Linked DNA regions of Mus musculus: regions 1, 2, 3 and 5 are each linked to region 4. The links are chromatin contacts, called in public Hi-C and Micro-C maps. All regions are on one chromosome and are shown on one strand. The core of a region is the stretch at or near the end of the contact, and the rest is flanking DNA. Distances in the headings are between cores, read along the strand shown.

Evidence for each region. Hi-C and Micro-C count contacts between places; a contact is called where the count stands out from the background.
Region 1: a Hi-C map of cardiomyocytes shows a contact between it and region 4, with 1.7 times the contacts expected there. The contact joins the promoter of Tbc1d32 here to the enhancer-like site in region 4. A contact is called at or near these places in 2 of 39 promoter capture datasets (both in liver), 2 of 484 Hi-C or Micro-C datasets (cardiomyocytes and uterus) and 2 of 115 datasets of contacts at active chromatin or transcription factors (embryonic forebrain and fibro-adipogenic progenitors).
Region 2: a contact with region 4 is called in a Micro-C map of granulosa cells, with 7 times the contacts expected there. The contact joins two enhancer-like sites. A contact is called at or near these places in 1 of 15 datasets of contacts at CTCF or cohesin (pro-B cells), 10 of 484 Hi-C or Micro-C datasets (LSK cells, Th1 cells, bone marrow-derived macrophages and 7 more) and 3 of 115 datasets of contacts at active chromatin or transcription factors (embryonic fibroblasts, fibro-adipogenic progenitors and trophoblast stem cells).
Region 3: a contact with region 4 is called in a Hi-C map of muscle stem cells, with 3 times the contacts expected there. The contact joins the promoter of Msl3l2 here to the enhancer-like site in region 4. A contact is called at or near these places in 2 of 39 promoter capture datasets (cranial neural crest and liver), 1 of 484 Hi-C or Micro-C datasets (muscle stem cells) and 2 of 115 datasets of contacts at active chromatin or transcription factors (embryonic stem cells and stem cell-derived neural progenitor cells).
Region 5: a Hi-C map of cardiomyocytes shows a contact between it and region 4, with 2.1 times the contacts expected there. The contact joins two enhancer-like sites. A contact is called at or near these places in 9 of 484 Hi-C or Micro-C datasets (LSK cells, bone marrow-derived macrophages, cardiomyocytes and 4 more).

Annotation. Positions count from the first base shown.
Region 1 is chr10:56,226,336-56,230,777 of GRCm38.p6, forward strand. Tbc1d32 (TBC1 domain family, member 32) reads right to left here and starts at 2,354. Exons shown (of 33, transcript NM_001033385.3): 1 at 2,143-2,354. The coding sequence starts at 2,297.
Region 2 is chr10:56,485,448-56,489,239 of GRCm38.p6, forward strand. No RefSeq gene overlaps it. Among named protein-coding and RNA genes, the nearest start is that of Gm36595, 55 kb to the left of the region's middle. Within about 2 kb of position 1,359, at least 136 of the 459 cell types and tissues checked have an H3K27ac peak or open chromatin away from gene starts, as enhancers often do. A contact at or near this core is called in granulosa cells, where this site is marked.
Region 3 is chr10:56,103,923-56,108,268 of GRCm38.p6, forward strand. It overlaps Msl3l2 (MSL3 like 2), which reads left to right and starts at 2,995. Exons shown (of 2, transcript NM_001163833.1): 1 at 2,995-3,107. All of the region lies in intron 22 of Tbc1d32 (TBC1 domain family, member 32), which reads right to left.
Region 4 is chr10:56,998,798-57,003,253 of GRCm38.p6, forward strand. No RefSeq gene overlaps it. Among named protein-coding and RNA genes, the nearest start is that of Gm36827, 19 kb to the left of the region's middle. Within about 2 kb of position 2,729, at least 29 of the 459 cell types and tissues checked have an H3K27ac peak or open chromatin away from gene starts, as enhancers often do. A contact at or near this core is called in cardiomyocytes and granulosa cells, where this site is marked.
Region 5 is chr10:56,466,719-56,470,612 of GRCm38.p6, forward strand. The region is part of intron 4 of Gm36595 (predicted gene, 36595); the gene reads left to right. Among named protein-coding and RNA genes, the nearest start is that of Gm36595, 37 kb to the left of the region's middle. Within about 2 kb of position 1,988, at least 107 of the 459 cell types and tissues checked have an H3K27ac peak or open chromatin away from gene starts, as enhancers often do. A contact at or near this core is called in cardiomyocytes, where this site is marked.

The DNA.
Region 1 (4,442 bases), core at 1,104-3,603, 770 kb before region 4:
TTTATGGATGGACATTGCTATCAGATGGACTAGGATACAAAATAACGATGCACAAGTCAGTAGTAGTATATATTATATACTATATGAACCTATAATCAAGATCAAGTACCATTAAGCAATAGTAGCTAGAAACAGATAGTGATTATTTCTGGGGAGGAAGGGACAGCTAACGAAGGAGTTGGAGCTGACCTCTGAGACAGGTGGGAATGTTGCAAGTGTTGGAGCTGAGTAGAGACCACCCATCTGCACCAACCCATGCTAAGGCGCTGTTCAGCCAAACTCCCAATAGTTGTGTGTTTTGTGAACTCCTCAGTAATGTGTCTTTTTTTTTCATTCTCTTGCTTCTGAGATTTAAATCAGTGGATTAAAGAAGACTGTCATATTGCTGAATGAAATACAAAGGAAAAATGACAGAACATACTATTTTTACAACTAATATGGCACACTTCCTATGTTGGAAGTAAATGATAAGGATGCACAGAAAAGGAGTCCATCTGCATAAACCGTGAGATATGACCTGGTGATAAACATCTAGCAGCCTAACAATGGGGTTACTTACATATGGGGATGCCATGGACATTGGTGACAGTCTTGCCAAAGAGACACTAATGTTTTTAATATTTTCATTTGTTTCAAGAAGAATCTACTGATTTGTACCAGGGTCTTAGTAAAGAATGGACATAATCTTTAACTTCAAAATGCTTCTGGGAGTTTGAGGCCAGCCTTGTCTACATAGTAAGTTTCAGGCCAATCAAAGCTACATAGTGAGATTCTGTCATTAAAAACAAACAAATGGATATGTAATAAATCCACTTTTGTTTGAGAAGGTGCCAAATTGTCTATATTGTGCTTTTAAAATAATGAACCTATAACCAAAAGAAAACAAAACAACAACAAAACTGACACAAATATGTCTAAATAAAAGAGTATCATCCGATCATTCTTATCAGCATCAATTTTATATGGGAATAAGCAAAAACAACGGAAACCATAAGCATAATCATAAATTTAAAAAATCAAGCTGGGCCATGGTGATACATGCTCCCACCACTTGGGATACTTAAGTTCAATAGTCATTTCCAGGTTATCCTGGGCTTGCCGGGCAACATAGCATGCAGGTCTCAAAAATCCTGACTTATTAAATTAGAAACCCTACAGTGACTCTTTGCACATCTTTTTAAATTCCCTTGAGAATCTGAGCAAATTATAAAGAACACCACCATAAAACGGCAAGTAAAACATAACCTTTTACAGAGAACATTAAAGGACTGAAGGGTCCCTTAATGCCCATTTCTAGAAACTGAACTTCGAGATATCCAAAAGTCAATAAAAAGCAACAGAAACTGCCTCCTATCAGGCATGAGGCTTGGGTTCCATTCCCAGCACCTGAATGACCAAGTCAAAAGCAACATCACAGGAAAAGTATCTGTGAGAGACAAACACTGGATTGTAAAAGGCTACAACTAATCGTGCGTGCGCCTGGAGGAAGACCTTGAAGCTGAGAGGCCTAATTCACTACATGAACAAACTCCAAAGAAACGCGTTGAGCCCTAAGGATCTTTAAGTTTAAGGAGCAGTTTGATTATAAAAAGGTCCTTCAGTTTGCACCGAACACTTCCTCTCTCCATGCTCCTCAAAGCTGGACAACCTGCTCCCTTTCAGTAGGTCTAGGACATTTGTATAGGCGCCCTACCCCTACACAGGCACCCAGACCTGCCTCAGTGTGGGAGGCCCTTCCAGTGTTGAGTGGCTTCTTACAACAGGCAGTGAAAGTAACAGACCAACAAAACCACAAATAAGGACCTGGGGGCGGGGAGGGGTAGGAGGTGGGGGTCACTACTTTTAGATAATGTGAAAGGAATTCCCTTAAATGTTAAGATTGTTCTTTAAAGAACAGAATAATTTACAATTGATGTTCTTAAGCTGCTGTGACAGAAGAGAACACAGAGGCAGATGAGGCTCTACAAAAATCACTTTGGAAAAAGAGGATAAATTCAGCACAGGGACAATTGAGAGAAAAAAAACTGAAGCAACAATCAGCTATTTTAGCAAAAAAATACCAAATAAATCTCTATCCAAATCATTTTCAGCTTTCCTGGACCAATGGTTTGTTTGCTTAAAAACTTATAAACTCGATTTTACTTGTGAAAATTTTCGTCAGTCTCCTCCAGCCGCAAGAGGATCTCCTCTGCGCACTCCAAGGAGGGAGCTCCGGTGATTTTCTCCTTCACGCTCTGGAACAGCTGCCGGAGCATCGCCTGCAGCATCACCTCATCCTCGCTGGAGAAATGGGCCATGCCTTGCAGCAGTCAAATCTCCGCAACCACCGCGGGGTCGCCACCAACAAAGCGCACTGCGCACGCGCGACCCAGCCCAATCGCCGCCGACGCTCAGCGTCGTTCCCTAGGAAACCACAGCGCGAGTCCAAGGGCGGGGCCGCGGTTGAGTGGCGATGTGCTGGAAGACTGGGCTGTAGGTTTAGAGACCACCGAGAACTTGCTGAGGCTAACGTTGGATGATTGACGTTCCTTGGTACCGGCAGAGCTCAAGCCTCCCCCGACCGGAACAACAAACACCTCAGGATCTGCTGGGAGGGCCTAACGGGAAACGCCTCGGCTGCGCCTGACGTCAGCTCGCTGACGCGCCCAGGGGAGGGGTTAATCCCGGAGGAGAGTGGAACTGATCCTGACCTTGATCTGCAGGAAGTAGGAAGGGGACGAAAGAGAAGAGGCCTTTAGTAAAAGCAGGGCAAAGGAAGCCAAACTGAAATATCAACTGGGGATTGGGTGGTATTGAAATGTGGAAAAACCAGGTTCATACAGCAACCGTAACAACTGTTGCCTGCCAATGAGGATAGCACGCTGTAACAGAAAAGAAACTTAACAATTCATTACAGGGTAGTTATGTATTTTACTAAGGAAATGCCACATGACAGACTGGAAGTAGCCCTTGAACACTCATCCCTAGCAAAAAGAGCTATGGATAACTGCCTTCTGGGATCTAAAGAGTCATTGGTCTCTAAGGATGTGGCCATGCTCCAGAGGATGGCCCAACATCCAAAAGGATATAGGCAGCAAAAGTCAGTTCTGTGTTTTGTTTAGGGAGTTTGGATTGGTAGTTAAGAGCACTGGCTGCTTTTTCTGAGGACCCAGGTTCAATTTCCAGCACCAACATGGTGACTCACAACCTTCTGTAAGTCCAGTTCCATGAGATCTGATGCCCTCTTCTGACCTCTGTGGCACTACTCATCTGTGGTTCACAGACATACGGGCATGCAAACACTATACACATAAAATAATTTTTAAGATCAACGTTTTAAAAAGAAGGGAGTGTGGAAGTGGAAGAGTACATGTGAGTATGATCTAATACATTGTACAAATATGAAATTCAAAAACAAATCCAAAAATGCATTTCTTTAAAAGAAAAAAAAGGTGGTGTTACTTGTGGAAACATAAGATTTTTTTTTATAAATCAGTAAGAAGTTTAAAAAGAAACAACATATATAGTATGGGAGCTTACAAATGCACAATATTCAGATGCCAATAGTTACTGATGCCAAACAACTGATGAATGGTTTGACGTCAATAAACTTCCCAAATCCAGCTGTATATTCTATCCTCATCAGATATACTTCTCAGTTTAGCCAGATTCAGTAATTTTCTAGGAAAACAAATATTTCTCTCCAGAAATTGCACCATATATTTATTCAGAATATAAGGTCATTGTTTGCTTTTCAGTATAAAATTAAAATTTGTATTTTTAATTAATATTTGACAATTTCATACATGTGTATACTGAGTTGCATCTCCCTTTTCTTATCTATACCCTTTGTCATACTTTGGTAAGGAGAAACCCTTCTGCCAGCAAACTTCCTCCTGTTTTGGTGTCTTTTAATTTCCTATTGATCCACACAGTTGCTTGCATTAGGATCTTTGGAGAGGAATTGTTTGCTGAAATATAGGTAATGTATTAATGGCTTCACCATTGAAGCCATTACACCACCCCCTTCAGCATCCATTTACAACTCATAAACCCTCAGTAAAGGATAGGTCCTAATGAACTGCCCCATGCAGGACAAAATCAGACAAGTCAAATATTGAGCAGATTGTATGCAAATAACAGCTTCAGTGAGCTCCTGAGAACAGTGAGTATCCTGTGTCCAGAAGACACTGCCTTGAAGAAATCTCCAACTTCCAGCTGTTATGCCACCATTTTCTAAGTTATTCCCTGAGCCATTGAGCAGGAAACCATAGAGAAGTCCTATTTAAGACCAAGGACTCTACATTAACCAGTTGTGAATATATCAACTTAAAGGGCCAGTATATATCTTCAACAAAATTATAAAAAAGAAACTTCCTTAACCGAAAGAGTTTCCCATGAACATACAAGAAACCTACAGAACTCTAAATAGACTAGACCAGAAAAGAAATTCCTCCTGACAC
Region 2 (3,792 bases), core at 109-2,608, 510 kb before region 4:
AAACATCTTTAAAGAACAAAACATATAATGACAAGTTAACCTCAGGTGATGTTTATATTTTAGAAGGTTTTAAGATACATACTGGTTGCTGAGTTAGGTATAAAGGGGTGTGTGTGTGTGTGTGTGTGTGTGTGTATGTGTGTGTGTGTATGTGTGTGTGTGTGTGTGTGTGTGTGTGTGTGTGTGTGTGTATGTGTGTGTGTGTAGGGGGGTTACCTGCTGTCCAAACAACACTTCTTCAGCTAAGAGCTGTATATTCAAATTACTACAAGAACATATTGACAATTGGCAAGATGATATAATTTAAGTCAAGAATCCTTGAGAACAGTGAGACTTTCATTAATTTGTCAGACATTTGAAGGCCAGGACCTTGTCTTGTTTGCCCCTGATTTCTTTCTATTTCTTTTTGTTTTTTGAAACAGAGTCTCATCATGTAACCCTGGCTGGCCTTGGACTTGATAAGTGGAGCAAGGTGGCCTCTAAGTAGCAGAAATCAGCCTGCTTGCTGGGATTAAAGTTGTGCTACGCAGTGTCTGCCCACGCTACAGCACCCTTTGTGACAGGGTGTAGACCGGCCGAAACTAATGAGATATCCTGATGCCCCTGCCTCCATTTTCCCACACCCCCTACCCAACCCAACCAGCCAAGAAGCCTGGCCCACCTTTGTTGAAGCCTTTAAAAGGGCTCTCTGTACGTATTTCGGAAAGCTGGAGTGCTGGCAATCAGACTTTCCTCATTCTGGAGTATGAGAGTCACAGAATTTGTGGAAAACATAGACATACAAAAGAAAAGATTTATTGTGGGGATTTGAGTTTATAAAATAACTAGTTTACCTGGAATCAGGAGGTGAAGTCAGGAAGGTTGCAAATTTGACATTAACCTGGAATATACACTGACTGTTTCAAAACAACAAAAACAACCACTGGCCTGGCTGGTAATCCAGCTCAGCCCTAGAGTCGTTGCCCAAAAGATCAAGGACCTAGGTTCCATTCCTAGCACCCACTAACCAACCCCAAAAGAGCAACACAGTGGGAACTGGATTTTCTGCCTGGTGCTGGAGTCTGAATTTTTTAAGGGAGGCAGTGAGGAGGGCTGGGTGAGTATGAAGTGGGAGGTTCAAGGAAAACCCAGAGTCTTTGAAGCTTGACTGGAAACCACAATGAAGGAACAGAACTTCTGTCTGTCTGCCTCCAGGCCTCTAACGCTTAGGCTGGGGACACTGCGCAAGAGAAACTAGTGTCTTGTATGTCTAGGAGGTAAGGAAAAAAAACAAACCGCACTTGGCTCAGAAGTCAGAGAAAGTGAATCATGAGCTCCACTACTCACAGCACCAAGAGGTCCCAGCTGCAGCCCCACCCGACTCTGACTCTGCCGGCAACCGACTGTGAGTCAGCAGATAGGCAGTGCTAGAGGGGCTGCCTCATTCCTGCACCAACTTCCTGAGGAATGTTTGCACCTTCTTTTCTGTGTTCTAAACCTTTTGAAAACTATTTTCATGGCTCACATTAGCTCTGAATGACACAGAAGTGGGGAGGTCAACAACCGAAGCTCTTACTTAGGCAAACTGATATAACACAAATAATAATAATAACAATAGCTATTATTATTACCATTATTATTCCTGTCTAACCTTCTGTCAGGCTAGCATCCTTTCACATCTTTTAATGATGCTTAACTTCCAAATAAAGACAAACAGGAAATACTACCTCAGGCTAACATAACAAAAGCAACCCTCACACACATGAAAACATCCAGAAACTGACAGTGATCCTGTCCTAGGAGAAATAGATGGAGCCCTGGAAGATAGAGGAGGTATTCAACAGACATTTGCATTCCCTCTTTTAACTGTTATTAACAGCAATGCAGGAGTTAGAGCTTCAAGCCGATCTCTAGAGAATATATACAGAGCACTTTGGCCCTATACCTAGCAGAGGAACTCTTGGGTGTGGTAGGTAGCCTATGCCTGTAACCCTAGCACCTGAAATCCAGAGGAGGCTTTGAGTTAGAGGCTAGCCTGGACTTAACGGTGCGTTCACAAATAGACTAAGCCACAGTATGAGACTCTCTTAAAATACAATCAAACAAACAAAGGAAAGCAATGGGCTGAGGGAAGAAGAAATTCGCCAGGTTTGGAACAGGGACGGTTCTTTTCAAACAACTGACTTTTATTTTGTGTGTGTTTGACTGCATATATGCATGTGTACCTCATATTTGCCACACTTGCTCATGGAAGCTAGGCGAGGATATCAGATCTTCTGAAAGTGGAGTTAAAGACAGCATTGAGCTGCTGTGTGGATACTGGAAATTCAACCCAGGTCCTCTGCAAGAGCAGTAAGAACTCCTAACCACTGAGCCATCTCTCCATACATATGGATCTTGTATACTCCATTCCATAAAATCCCAAGACTTCTTTCCCTTTCAAAATGGGGATATTTGGGGTGGCGGGGTGGGGGGGACTAAAGATATTGCTCCATTGGTAGAAGGCTTGTCTAGTACACATAAGGCCTACGGTTTGATCAGCAGCACCACACAAACTAGGCACAGTGGGACATGTTTGTAATCCTGGCACTCAACAGGCAGAGGCAGAATCTGCAGTTCAAGACATTCTTGACTGTGTAATGAGTTTGAGGTTACCCTGGGAAACATGAGACCCTGTCTCAAAAATAAGGTACATTTTTGCTCAGGCCTAGAATTTAATTTGAGGTTCATGGCTCCAGAGGGTTAGTGTCCATGGACCTCATGGTTGAGACCATGATGGCAGGAAGGCAGGCATTGTGCCAGAGCAATGTCTGAGAGCTCATACCTCTACCCACAAGTGCAAGGCAAAAAGAGAAAGAGGGGGCTGAAGGTAGGAATGGCATGAGTTTTCTGAATCCCCCAAATCTGCCCTTAAATAACACACTTCCAGCAAGGGCTCATCTTCTAACCCTTTCTAAACAGTTCCACTAACTGGGTACCATGAATTCAAATATGGAGATGGGCCACTTTTATTCTAACCGCTACACATTGGTTTTATCCTTCCTCCTTTACATAGATCCTAATTATTGAATTCATGTACCCAGTCTTACTCAGCAAGTACTTTTACCATCTAAGCTATCTCACCATTTTGTTTACAACAAAATGTGATTAGCTGTTCACTTTGAGGCAGAGGAGAATCAAACATTTTTTTTTTTTAAATGAAAGTGTTATTCAAGTAACAGGTATTTTGTATGTAGGCTGCTGACTTTACTTTCAATACTTGGTTTTTTTTTTTTTTTTGGTTTTTCGAGACAGGGTTTCTATGTATAGCCCTGGCTGTCCTGGAACTCACTTTGTAGACCAGGCTGGCCTTGAACTCAGAAATCGGCCTGCCACTGCCTCCCAAGTGCTGGGATTAAAGGCGTGTACCGCCACCACCTGGCTTACTTTCAATAGTTGTAAAGAAATGAAAACTATATTCTGTGTGGGCTAGAAGAACATTTAAAAGACAGTAAGTAGATTTGGTGGCATATAATTTTATCAACTGTCTATGTCATTTCTGACTTATCTTTGTGATAAATACCTATCATAGGATCCTGTGTGCATATGAACAATGCTGGAAACTAGAAAGCAAGACAGAAACACATTTATACCTCTTCTGTTTAGCATGTCAACTCAGACCTGTAATCACAGCACTGAGGAGGTGGAGTTTGGAGGATGCCTGAGTTGCTGGATGCCGTGGGCTACAGAGAGACCCAACCCCCATGCCCCAAATAAAACAAAACAAAAATCTGTGCATGTCAGCCTACATCTGTAATCTCAGTATTTGGGCGG
Region 3 (4,346 bases), core at 1,745-4,244, 890 kb before region 4:
CTTCACTGACACTCACTTTGTAGAGAGAGGCATGGAAGAGAACTTCTCCTGGTATCCCAGCTGGTTGCTCCTGATGACTTGTGCTGATCTAGCAGGAGCCTAGCTGTTTCTGCTGGACCCTGCCGCCACTGTTTTTTCATGTTTGGTGACACTTTCTGAACTGGACTCTTGGTAACCTGACACTACTGAACTAGATTTCCAGTATCCTGAGAATGGATTGGAAGCACCCCCAAAGTACTACTTTTAAATAGGTCTACATCCCTAAAGTCCTATTTACCAACTTTTCTCCCCTACCACTGGATGGTGGGCTAGAAAGAGGGCCAAAACATTTGAGAACCCTTACTAAAGTAGGTTTTAAAAAATCTAAAGCTACAGAAAGCAATATCAAACATTGACAAATGAAACTGCATAAAATTTAACAGATTTTGCATAGAAAAGGAAACAACTAAGTTTCCTTGATAACCCACAGAACTGTACAAAATCTTTGGTGGCTATACATCTGCAAGAGAAATCATATATAAAATATATAAGAACTTGAAAAAATCAACACTAAAAAAAAAAAAAAAAAAAAAAGCAAACAACCCAGTAAATTAATAGGCAAATGAAATGACAAGCTTTTAAAGTAGCCAATAATACAGAAAGGCCAGGGCTGTATCTGTGCTGGTAGGGTGCCTGCCTCAATTTGACCTCCAGCTACACATCAACCAGGCATAATCCAGAACTTGGGAGATGGACGCAGGAGGATCAGTTCAAGGACACCCTCAACTACAGGAGTGACAGTCCTGCCTAGACAACCTGAGACTCCTTAAAAAAAAAAGGTCATAAAGAAATATTCAACATCCTTAGCCATCAGGGGAATGTAAATCAAAAGTGCATTAATATTCTATGAATCTGATTGCTGTTGTTCAGAAATTAAGTAAGAGTAAAGGATGTTGAAGGCACAGAGAACAAAAGGGGGGACTCATTCCTGGCTGGTGGGAATACAAATTATTCCGACAGTACAGCAATCAGTGTGGACGTTCTTCACAAAACTGCAAAGACAGCATCACAAAATCTAGATGCCCTACTCCAGGGAACATACTCAACTTCAGCAAGCCACAGCAATACCTGCCCATCTGCAGTGACAGCAGCATTCACAACATTCAAGTCATGAGGCCAGCATAGGCACATGCAAACAAATGCACAAGGAGACAAACATGTGGCATGAGTACACAATGTGGAGGTTTAATCAGCCATCATAACAAAGAATTTACATCATTTGAAAGAAGATGGAATCAACTAGAGATCATGTTAAGCAAAATGAGCTAGACCCAAAAAAAAACAATGTATAAAATGTTTTCTTACATGTGGTTCCTAGATTCTATTTAGATTCCCCTTCCCCCTCCCCCTTTCCTGTGTGTGCATGTGACAATGAGACAATCTGAATGAAGGAAGGCAACTAGAAGGAGAGGGAAGAGGAAGAAATATGAAGGTATGGAGGTAAAATACAGCAAAGCACATGGTACACTTCAAACAGCTTCATAAAACTCACCAATAAATAAGGTGAGGACATCAAGAAAACTAGGGTTATTCTTAGAGAACTCTTTATTTACTCTTTTCTATTGGTCTTCTCCTTATATTTTTCATTTACTTTGTTATATGACAATATCGTATGGGCATATGATATAAAGCAATTACTAGCTAGCTCTCCAATATTCCTTCTTATCTCCCTCTCTTCTCTATCAACCCTTCTGTATCCCTACCAGTTCCTTTCTGGATTCATGACGGTTTTTGTTCTGTTCTGTGACCCATTTCATTTAATCAGATCCCCCTGTGTGCTCATTGATTATACACTGATTCCTAGTAGAGTGAGAAGTGCTCTGTTCAACCATCTTCTAAAATAAATCTCCTGATGATTGTTTCCTGAGCCCCTGGCCGTTATTTCTACTCATCAGTCAAGGCCCATAAAGCTATAAAAATCAATACCTAAATGCTTATCTTTCCAGACAAAGCAAATAAGTAGACAGTGTACTTTAAAATCCCCTCTTTTAGATATCCATGGTCAAAAGATCAGTAACTGCAGGTGTAGCACATAATACCATCTATAAGCCAGACTTAGTCATTTTTTTCTTCTGTAGCTAGAGAAAATTTCACATAAACTAGAGATTACGCTGCACATATAATTCATATGTTCATAAAATTTACTGTGTTCTTTGGGTCAGTTTAACCTTATTTTACAAAAGTGCCACTTTCTTTGATAGCTGAGTGTAACGTGCCCGAATAATTGAAGATTCACTTCTATTTCTGACAGGTTCTCTCTTGCCCCCGCTGTCTTCAAGAAGCGAGGGAGCAGACAGCAGAGAGGATACATATGAAGTACTCTGTAAACTCGGTATTACCAGCCTTTAAACGGGATGAAGCAACGTAAAAATAGATCACCACGAAGGATTTAAATGAAACAGGTTTGCACTCAGTAGATGCAGGATACTCGTGTTATAGTTCTGGGAAGTGTTTATAGCTCAAATACGTCTTGGGATGTAGACGCATCATCTGAGAGAGCATCGCAGTAAGTCTGCCTGTCAGGAACTGCAGATCGCCTAGAAGCCTGGAGCTGTGGGAAAAAGTGTGTGGGTGGGTGGGTGGGGGTGGGGGGGCTCGGGTCTTAAAGGCTGGAAGCAGGGCCTACGAAGACCACTGTCCTTCCTGCTGCTGTGTTGGCTAGCGTCAACTCAGTATCAACTATAGCCATTTTGGAGGAGGAAACCCCTAATTGTGAAAATGTCTTCAGCGGATTAGCCAAAGGACAAGCCTGTCAAGCATTCTCTTGATTGATGTTTGATGTGGGAGGGCCCTAGTCTCTGGAGGCAGTGCCACCCGTTGGGCTGTAGCCATTTCCTCCAAGTTGAAACATCTTCTCCTGGAGGGAGGGGGCGCTAGAGAGTCGGGAAGTAAACCAGACAAATCCGGTGAAAACTGAAACTAGCAAGATTCTCAAGGTCCCCACCCCCTCTCCTCCTGGGCTTCAAAAGCAGTCGAAAACTGCGGGGTGAGAAAGGATTGCACGGTTGGCTAGGATTCCCACAGCGAGCAGTTCGGTTGCAGTTTTCCTGAATCCCCACCTTGATGAGGTAAGCTTTTCAGAGATGCAGCTGCTTTTGAGCTTCCCTGACCCCACTGACCAGCACTGGATTCTGGATTTCCATCCCATAATTAGTTGTCAATGCCCTCTCTGGGCTAAGCAGACATAGACTGTGGTTCTCTAAATACGTCTCATGGGACAAAGTGTCTGGAGAGGTATTCTAGAGGCATATGTTAGAGGTATTTTGCCACATTTCCACATCTCATAGCACTGAACAATAAGGGAATTGTTGGCTATAGGGAACTATGCCACCAAGAGTAAGCTAGGGTCTAGAGAACCCCCTTAGCAAGTCCTGAGAACACCCATCTAGCACCCAAAACCAACACAAGATTAATGCAGCATAGTGGGGGGCTCAAACCCCACAAAATACAGCCTTAGACACAGAAGCCTATAAGCAGCTGAGACTGAATAGGAAACAAAAGTAGATATAATGTAGGGAAGTTAAAGATACCAGTTCAAACTTCACAGTAGACGGGAGAATTTTCCAGCTGGGCTGGAGAGATGGCTCAGTGGTTAAGAGCACTGGCTGCTCTTCCAGAGGTCCGGAGTTCAGTTCCCAGCAACCACATGGTGGCTCACAACCATCTGTAATATAATTTGATTCTCTCTTCTGGTGTGAATGAAATAAATAAACAAACAAATCTTAACCAATAATAGTAGTAGTAGTAATAATAATGATAGATAATTGTACCAGGCATGCTTGTCTCTGTAAAGTATAAACTCTATAATAATCATTAGATTTTTTTGCCATCTGTACTTCCTTTCTCATCTAAGGTACTTACTGATTTTGTGATTTAGACTACATGTTTACATATAGGAAGAGATTACAAGTGAACTTGGGAAAAACTGGAATTCACCAGCTATGGGACAACAGTTAAAGACTTTTTGATAAACTACTTACTTAAACTGTAGGTGAGACAGTGTTTCATTGGAGGATTTTAGTTCTCTCAGGCTTACAAGACTAAAGCTAAAGTACTTGGTGATGCCTGACAAGAATTACTGTAAATATTAGACATTACTATTAAAGATACTATATCTTTGTGACAATACTCTTGATACAAATTATTTCCAGACCCCATTTGAAAAAACTAAGCAAAGAAGTGATTTTAGGAATTCTAGAAAAAATAAATATGGGAGGGAAAAGAAATCACTCTATAGTTTTGAGAATCCTTACCTCAGTATTTCTCAAAAGTGAGCTTGCCAAACTGTGGAAGTCCACAGCTGCCAG
Region 4 (4,456 bases), core at 1,479-3,978:
GAAATCACCTCACATAGCGAGGTAAGTACTGCCCCATATGCTAACGGCACATTAGTTTTCAAGACACAGTAAACTGCTTGCCAGAGTAGCCACATGATTCTAAATATGCACAAGCTTTGTAGGAAGTAATTCCACATCTCCTGCAGGATCTGCTACCACCTCAGTCTCCACAGGGGAATCACATTGTGGTTTTAAATTCTATTTCCCTAATTTAAATACTGTTTCCGGTATTTACTGTCATCTGTATCAATTTTTTTCCCCCAAAGAGACAGTACCTATTTGTTTTAAATACATTCACAGGACGGCAAGTGATAGTACGGAATACCAAGTGATTTCCTCACATAATAGGCGTACTCAATAATCACATGTTAATGATCTTACATGGTATCTTTTGTGATAAAATTCTGGGTTCTGCATAGGAAAATTACAATGTATTCACTCTTCTATAGTTAATAACCAGTAGCTGAGACAGAAGAGGTAACCTACATGTTAAGAATACTTGCTGTTATTGCCAACTATCCAGGCTCAGTTCCGAGCACTTATATCAGGCTGCTTAACAACCAGCTTTAACTACAGGTCCGATGTCTTCTTAACTCCTTCTGGCTTCCATCAGAACCTGCATACAGGGGGTATACATGTAGGTTAGCACACATGAACATGCGCGCACACACACAAACACAAAGACATATCTGCATGCACACACACACACACACAGAGAGAGAGAGAGAGAGAGAGAGAGAGAGAGAGAGAGAGAGAGAGACTGGAGACACAGCTCAGTAGTTAATAGGACCTATTACTCTTAGAGAATTCAACTCCCAGGCCCCTCATGGTGGTTCACAATTACTTTTGGCTCCAATCCCCCCTCTGACCACTGCAGAAAACAAGAGCACATATGGTACACATACGTAAAGACAAAACACTAACTATAAAATAAAGTGAACAAACTTAATTTCAAAAATGAATGAATAAAAATAATCACTAGCAAAGTTAAAGTGGCAGCCTAAACAGCAACAGTACAAATAATGCAAACTCAATAAAGAGAAAAAATCCTTAAAATTAAACCCTAAATATTTCCAAATGAATTAAAATAACTAAAGTTTAATTGTAAGAAAATACAATGGAAATGTTTATAACAATATTTTGCTCAGAAAAATTATACAGAATAATTTGCTGCACTATATACACTCATAATTTGAAGAATTAATTTTTCAAGGCTTGTTTTTACTTTGTCAAAGGAAAATTATAGACTTGGCACAGTGTAGTAAAGACTTAATACAGGAACTTAATGGTGATGTGACAGTTAATAAAACTATATCTTGAAAGTAGCTGGCAATGCTCTGGATGATAGTTAGCTTAAATGGAACAATTTGTTAAATCATTCAACTAATGCTTAGTAAGCATCCATTGTATAGCATTATCAAGTATGTACTGTGAAACTCTTGTGGTCGATGCCATATAAAAAGTTACATGCTTCTGTGAGATTTAAAATGTAGCAGAGAAAACACCAGCGCTTAAAAAAATGGATGATATCTTATGATCCAGTATATATATTTACATATATATATATATATATATATATATATATCAAATTAGTTTGAATGTTTACTTGAAAATACTTTAAATTCTTACATTGAAAACATAGAAAACACAGAAGTGGATGCTCACAGTCAGCTATTGGATGGATCACAGGGCCCCCAATGGAGGAGCTAGAGAAAGTACCCAAGGAGCTAAAGGGATCTGCAACCCTATACGTGGAACAACAATATGAACTAACCAGTATCCTGGAGCTCTTGACTCTAGCTGCATATGTATCAAAAGATGGCCTAGTCGGCCATCACTGGAAAGAGAGGCCCATTGGACATGCAAACTTTATATGCCCCAGTACAGGGGAACGCCAGGGCCAAAAAGGGGGAGTGGGTGGGTAGGGGAGTGGGGGGGGGCTTTTGGGATAGCATTGGAAATGTAAATGAGGAAAATACCTAATAAAAATATTAAAAGAAAAAGAAAACATAGAAAAATAAGAATCAGATGAAAAGAGACAGTTGGTTTAAAATGGTTGAAGTCAATATTTTGTACTCTGTAGTTACGTTATTTCCGTTCATTTTGATAGATCAATTTCTCTAAAGATTGGAAATCTTTGGGGCCAATAAAAATACCCTGAATATCTTCTGTGTCCTGTCAACATTCACATATCTTTATTATCTAATAATAAGGTATACATCCAGATACTATGCTGTATAGTGGGCCTGACTGAATGGCATATTAGAATTCAAGAGGGAGCAGATTTGATGTACAGTCTGAGAAACAGACTAGAGGGACCAAGGAAGCACAAAAGGCTTATGTCGGATACTAGTGAACCTCCCTCAAGACCTCGGCAGAGTTTTCAGGAAGAAACCGTAAAGAAGTGTTCTATATTCACCTCAGGACTGAAGACAAGAACACTGAAAAAAGATGTGATTCGGATACAGAATTTTTTGAGTAGCTCCCGTTTGAAAGGGGTAAATGAAGTGCGTTAAAAATATCCACCCCTCTGAGAATATCCAAAATAGAACTTTCCTTTTGAAAAACCAGAGAGATGTGCTGGGATCCTTTTCAAGGTCACTTTAACCTCTAAGAAATCAACGCAGTTTCTGTTGTGAGAGCAGGGTCGCCTCCCCTCCTACCCTTCCTTATCCTGATCAGGTGATGTCTCAGGCGGCAGCGATTCTTTTTTAATGTAACAAACAGTGCCATCTACTGACCAACTCATGCTACTGAAGCGGTAAATATTCTAGGACAGTAATTTGATCTGTGATAGGCCATTTGTCACAGTCTACGGAAGTCACATTTTACACGTGCTTATTCGAAGCTACAAGCAGGACAGGTGCCGTCTGTTTTGATTGTCAAGACTTTTTTTTTTTCTTTTTAGTACAAGAAGAGATTGAGGTCCAAGAAAACGGATCATTTGATCGTAATTTCGACTCTGTGGTTTTTTGTAGAGAGTACCACTTTGAACTGAATTCCCCTGAATGGAAGGAAATGTCACACTTTAGAAGTGTAAACAAGTCTTCAGAGTTCTAGAGCCTCGGAGTAAAAGCTAGATGGGGATGAGGGATGAAAAGGTGTGAGGTCCGTAGAGCAAAGCACACTGCCCAATGACGGACAGTCTGGGGAGAAGGAAAATGCTCACGTGGACTGTCAAGTCGGAGAATGAAAGGAAAATGAGCCAAGGCTATTTTATTTCTCCCCCTTTAATACTATAAAGCTTGGAAATATTTAGGTCAGTCCCATGTGTTCCTACATAGGCATTATCAATAATTCCATCTATTGTGTTGCAAGTTGTATGGTGTCAATAATCAGTCACTTACAAATTTATGAGAGTTAGGCTGAAGTAAGGATGGATAATGCAGTGAAAATCTCCCTATACTTTGATTAATGAGAATTAAGCCCCATTTGGTTTCTATTTGCACCCAAATCAGGAGAGTGTTGTTACTGTTATTGTTGTTATAGGCTGCATGCAGATATTACACTGAACAGTTCCATGGTTGTGGCATTCATGCTGTTTTCCTATAAGCTTCTGATTCTATAAATGGATGTAACCAATATCTGTGGGATGGAATATTTGTAAAAGAATATGCTACCTTCTCCTTTAAGAGAGAGAGAGAGAGAGAGAGAGAGAGAGAGAGAGAGAGAGAGAGCAAGAAAGGATGTTGATTTTGTGTATAGGGAGATAGGGAGGATCTGGGAGGAGCTGAGAGAGGAGGAACTATAATAGAATATATTTTATGAAAAAATATATTTTCAATTAAAAATATACTATTTTCTCATTTAAGATAGGAATGAGCAAGTTGATAAAATGGGTCCAGATGTTTGTTTCCGTTGTTGCATTGAAGCTCTTGAAACTGTATGAGGCACATTCTCAAATTATATAATATATATCAAATTAGGAAATGAAAGTAATCTATCAGCCAGATGAATCATATTCGGGAGGGTTTCTGAGAATAATACTCAAGATGTACAATATTACCAATCTTTGAAACACAGAAGAAAAAGAAGGAGAAGAAGAAGAAAAAGAAGGAGGAGGAGGAAAAGGGAGGAGGGGGGAGGAAGAAGAGGAGGGGGAGAAAGAGGAGGAGGAGGAGAAGAAGGAAAAGGAGGAGAAGAAGAAAACAGCAGCACAGAAGGCAAGTTTGACAGCAATGCGACCATTCAAATGCACACGATCTCAGTCTGCATACAACCACCTCCTTCCATTTCTCAAACCAAAGGCTTCCAAAGAGCCAGGAATCTACAGAACTAATGATGTCAATGACCATAGCAACGCAAGCACTGGAGGGGTGCGCTTTCTTCACAGGACACTGTCCTGAGGGTTGTTAGTAACACTGAAACTTACTCTGGGATTAGACAAGGACATATGGTGGAGGCAGAAGGCAAGTCTTCACAGAGATGCCTCTTGGTGATAGCTCAGGACAGACCT
Region 5 (3,894 bases), core at 738-3,237, 530 kb before region 4:
TCACCCCTGCTGTTTCTTGGGCACCTCCCTTGTCCCAGGCCATGTTTCATCTTGGAGATCCCCCCCCTACCCCCACACACCTCCTTACTCACTTCAGTTGTAGATTGCCATTCATTTTCATGGCCATCTAGTCATTTTTCCTGTCCTTCTCCACACCTGATCCTGAATCCCCCATTCCTCTCTCCATCTCCACTCCTTCCCAGTTCCCTCCATCCACTTGCCTCTTATGACTATTTTATTCCCTCTTCTAAGTGAGATCCAAGCATTCTCACTTAGACCTTCTTTCTTGTTTTGCTTCTTTGGGTCTGTGGAGTGTAGTATGGGTGGCCTGTATTTTATGGCTAAAGTGAGTACATACCACACACATCCTTTTGGGATTGGGTTACGTCACTCAGGATGATATTCTCAAGTTCCACCCACTTGCCTGCAAAATTCATGATGTCTTGGGTTTTAGTAGCTGAATAATATTCCATTGTGCAGATGTACCACATTTTCTTTATCTTTACTTTAGTTGAGGGACATCTAGGTTGTTCCCAGTTTCTGGCTATTACAAATAAAGCTGCTGTGAACATAGTTGAGCAAGTGTCCTTGTGGGATGTTGGGGTATCTTTTATGTATATACCCAGGAGGTATAGCTGGGTCTTGAGGTAGAATTAGTCCCAGTTTTCTGAGAAACTGCCAAATTGTTTTCCAGAGTGTTTGTTCAAGTTTGTACTCCCATCAACAATGGAGGAGTGTTCCCCTTGCTCCACATCCTTGCCAGCAAGTGCTATCACTTGAGTTTTTGATCTTAGCCATTCTGATGGGTATAAGATAGAACCTCATAGTTATTTTGATTTGCATTTCCTTGATGACTAAGGACTTTGAACATTTCTGGAAGTGCTTCTCAGCCATTGGATATTCCTCTGTTGAGAATTCTGTTTAGTTCTGTACCCCATTTTTTAACTGGGTTATTTGGGTTGTTAGTGTATAACTTCTTGAATTCCTTGTAAATTTTGGATATTAGCCCTCTGTCAGATGTAGGGTTGGTGAAGAGCCTTCCCCAATCTGAGGGTTGCCTAATTGTCCTATGTGACAGTGTCCTTTGCTTTACAAAAGCTTTGCAGTTTCATGAGGACCCATTTATCAATTGTTGATCTGAGAGCCTGAGCCACAGGTATAAACCACCACAATGTCTTCAAGTACATTTTTGTTTGTTTGTTTTGAGACAGGATCTTACTATGCAACAGAGGTTGGCTTGGAACTTGGCATATAGACAAAGGTAGCTTTGAACTCAGAGATCTATTTTCCAAGTACTGACATTAAAGGTTGTGCTGCCAGGCCTGGCCCAAGTACATTTTTTTTAATCAATTTTCTGCTCTGATTCTCAGCTGAAATATTATGTACCCGGTAAAAATGTGACAAGATATGAGCAACAAACTTCATGTGTTTTATTTAGCATATTCAAAACAGTTTGAACTAAATATAGGTAATTTGAATCTTCTGTGATTTGGTGTCAAACAGATCTCAAAAGATCACTAAGACTAGAGCTGACTAAGCTTTGTGAACAAGAGAAATAACTCAGCAGTAAAAAGTATTTCTTACTCTTATAATAGACCAGGTTAGGGTTCCCAGCACAACATAGCAGCTCATAACCATATATACCTCCAGTTCCAGGAGCTTGGACATGCATGATCTCCTGGACTCACACACATATACTCAAATATATATACCAAAAAATAAAATGTAATTAAAAAAAGAAGCAAACATGCTTATGCTTTATTTGATAAGTATATAATTGTTATCTTGGGTCTTGGTAAAAAGGTAATATAGTGCAGGAATTAACCAAATTCTTACTTTTCTCATTAAAACTGAGAAAGTTTGCTTTGCAAATTCTCCAGTTGTCATATTGGTTACTTTGAGCTTTTTAACTGACCTAAAGTCGGATGTGTGGAAGTGTCAGGCCAGCTTTCCTGGGTGTGATCCAACCGTCTGCCTAGAGACATAACTATGACACATTCCTCAAAGCCTAGCTTGCTGGCTCAATCATACAGGCTTTGAGTTTAAATCCGGAAAGTAAAGAAAACGGGAGATAGTGATCAGCAACAGGCTGGGATGAGCTGGTCTGTGTAAGCGTTGGATTGGCAGAGCAGGAAAATCAAGAAGTGCCATCAAAATACACGGTGTGTCTTGTTTCTGACCCCAGTAATTTAGGTTGGTTGCTAAACAAAATAAATGCAGCTTCTCTCATGTTCAAAGCACTTCCTCAAAGAAAACAAAGTTAAGTGCCTAATACCAGGCTGATTCTCAGTTTGCAGATGAAGAAGCTGATGAGAGAGAGTCTAAATGCCCTGGTGGAGCTTAGACAAAGCTGGGGGTTACAAAGAAAGTCCGGGTCTTGTCCCAACAGGGTCACTATCCTGCAACCTTCTAGCCTGTCCCCGTGAATCAGCAAGAATGCTGGCAGTCTGGATGCCACATGGAAGGAAGCAAGCCTGGAATCTCCAGTCTAGGATTTTTGGCTCAGCGGGGGCTGCACACAGGCTAGCTGAAATCCGGCTTCAGGTTAACACAGAAGGAAAGGCGTAAAACCCGGACAACAGAGATAGGCTGCTCATAACGTTCCCGGTACCGCTCCGGAAAATTCAAAACAAAGTTGTATCAAAACAAAGTTGTAAAAGGAAAGACGATCATTTTGGAGCCTTGCTCAGGAATTCCAGGCTTTCCGTTCTGCACTCTCCTCCTCGCAAGGAAAGCCGTCATTTCTGAAAAAATATACCCAGTTTTAGGAAGGCTATTCCGAGAGGCAGACAGCTTTCTGAGGAGATCATTTGAACATCTGGGTTTTTTCCATTCTGTTTTGCTACTAATTTGCAATATGGTAATGAAAGAGCCTTGGGAGAAAACACATTGAGAGAAAAATTGTGCCTCAAAAATTATATATCTTTGTTTTTATTTGTTTTTGTCCCCTCCCCCTTTAAATATACTAGACAGTTTACAGTAGTTTGGCCACAGAGATATTTCTGTGACTGGAATTTTTGCCGTTATGATCAGGCCCACAAGTTTGGTTGCATTCCAACTCTTTAGCTTCACATCCTCTTAGCTTCTCGATCCATACATTAACAGAAGTGAAATAAATTACTAGATAAGGCATTTCCAAAGCAATGCAGAGCACATACCATATAAATATCAATTACCTTGACTGTTGAGAATAATATCCATTAGGGAATCCATAGATATTACTATTTCCTGCCTAACAATGCTTTTTAAACAAACAAACAAGCAAATAAAAACGGAGGAAAGATGTCTATGGAAGACAAGAGGAGTTTGTTCCCGTGTGCCACTTTTCAAAGTTAACTGGAGGCTGTTAGAAGCCAGCATGTTTAAACCAGTGTGGTGCCATCTTATGAAACAGGGGTTTAGACAAGTCATGTCATAGTCTCCCTTTCCACGTTCACACCCAGAGTGAGGCTGCCTTCTCCAAGTGGGATGACAGAGGCAGATGAGAAATACTCCTGCTTGTAAGAATTGCCATCTGTCATTGTGAGAGGTTCATTTCCTTATCTTTCTATTTAGACAAGCTGACTGGAAGCTGAGCGGGGTCTCACCTGGACAAAAGCCTTCTTGGACAGACTAACTTTGCAGAGGTTGCACATAGAGCAGTAACCTCCTTCCCAGAGACTAGAAGGAAGACGAGCTACTGTTGCTTCTGCTGCTGGCCATCTTTGGGTTGCCTACGATATCATTCCGTATGTTCTACTTGTTGATGAATAGCAAACTTGTGATAACACGGAGAGGGGAGCAGAAGAAATGGCTTAATTGGTAAAGAGTTTGCTATAAAAGCATGGGATGGGGGTGGGGTGGGGGGCTGGGTTCAAGGTCTAGCCTCTAAAGCCAGGCTCCTGTTTGAGCCGT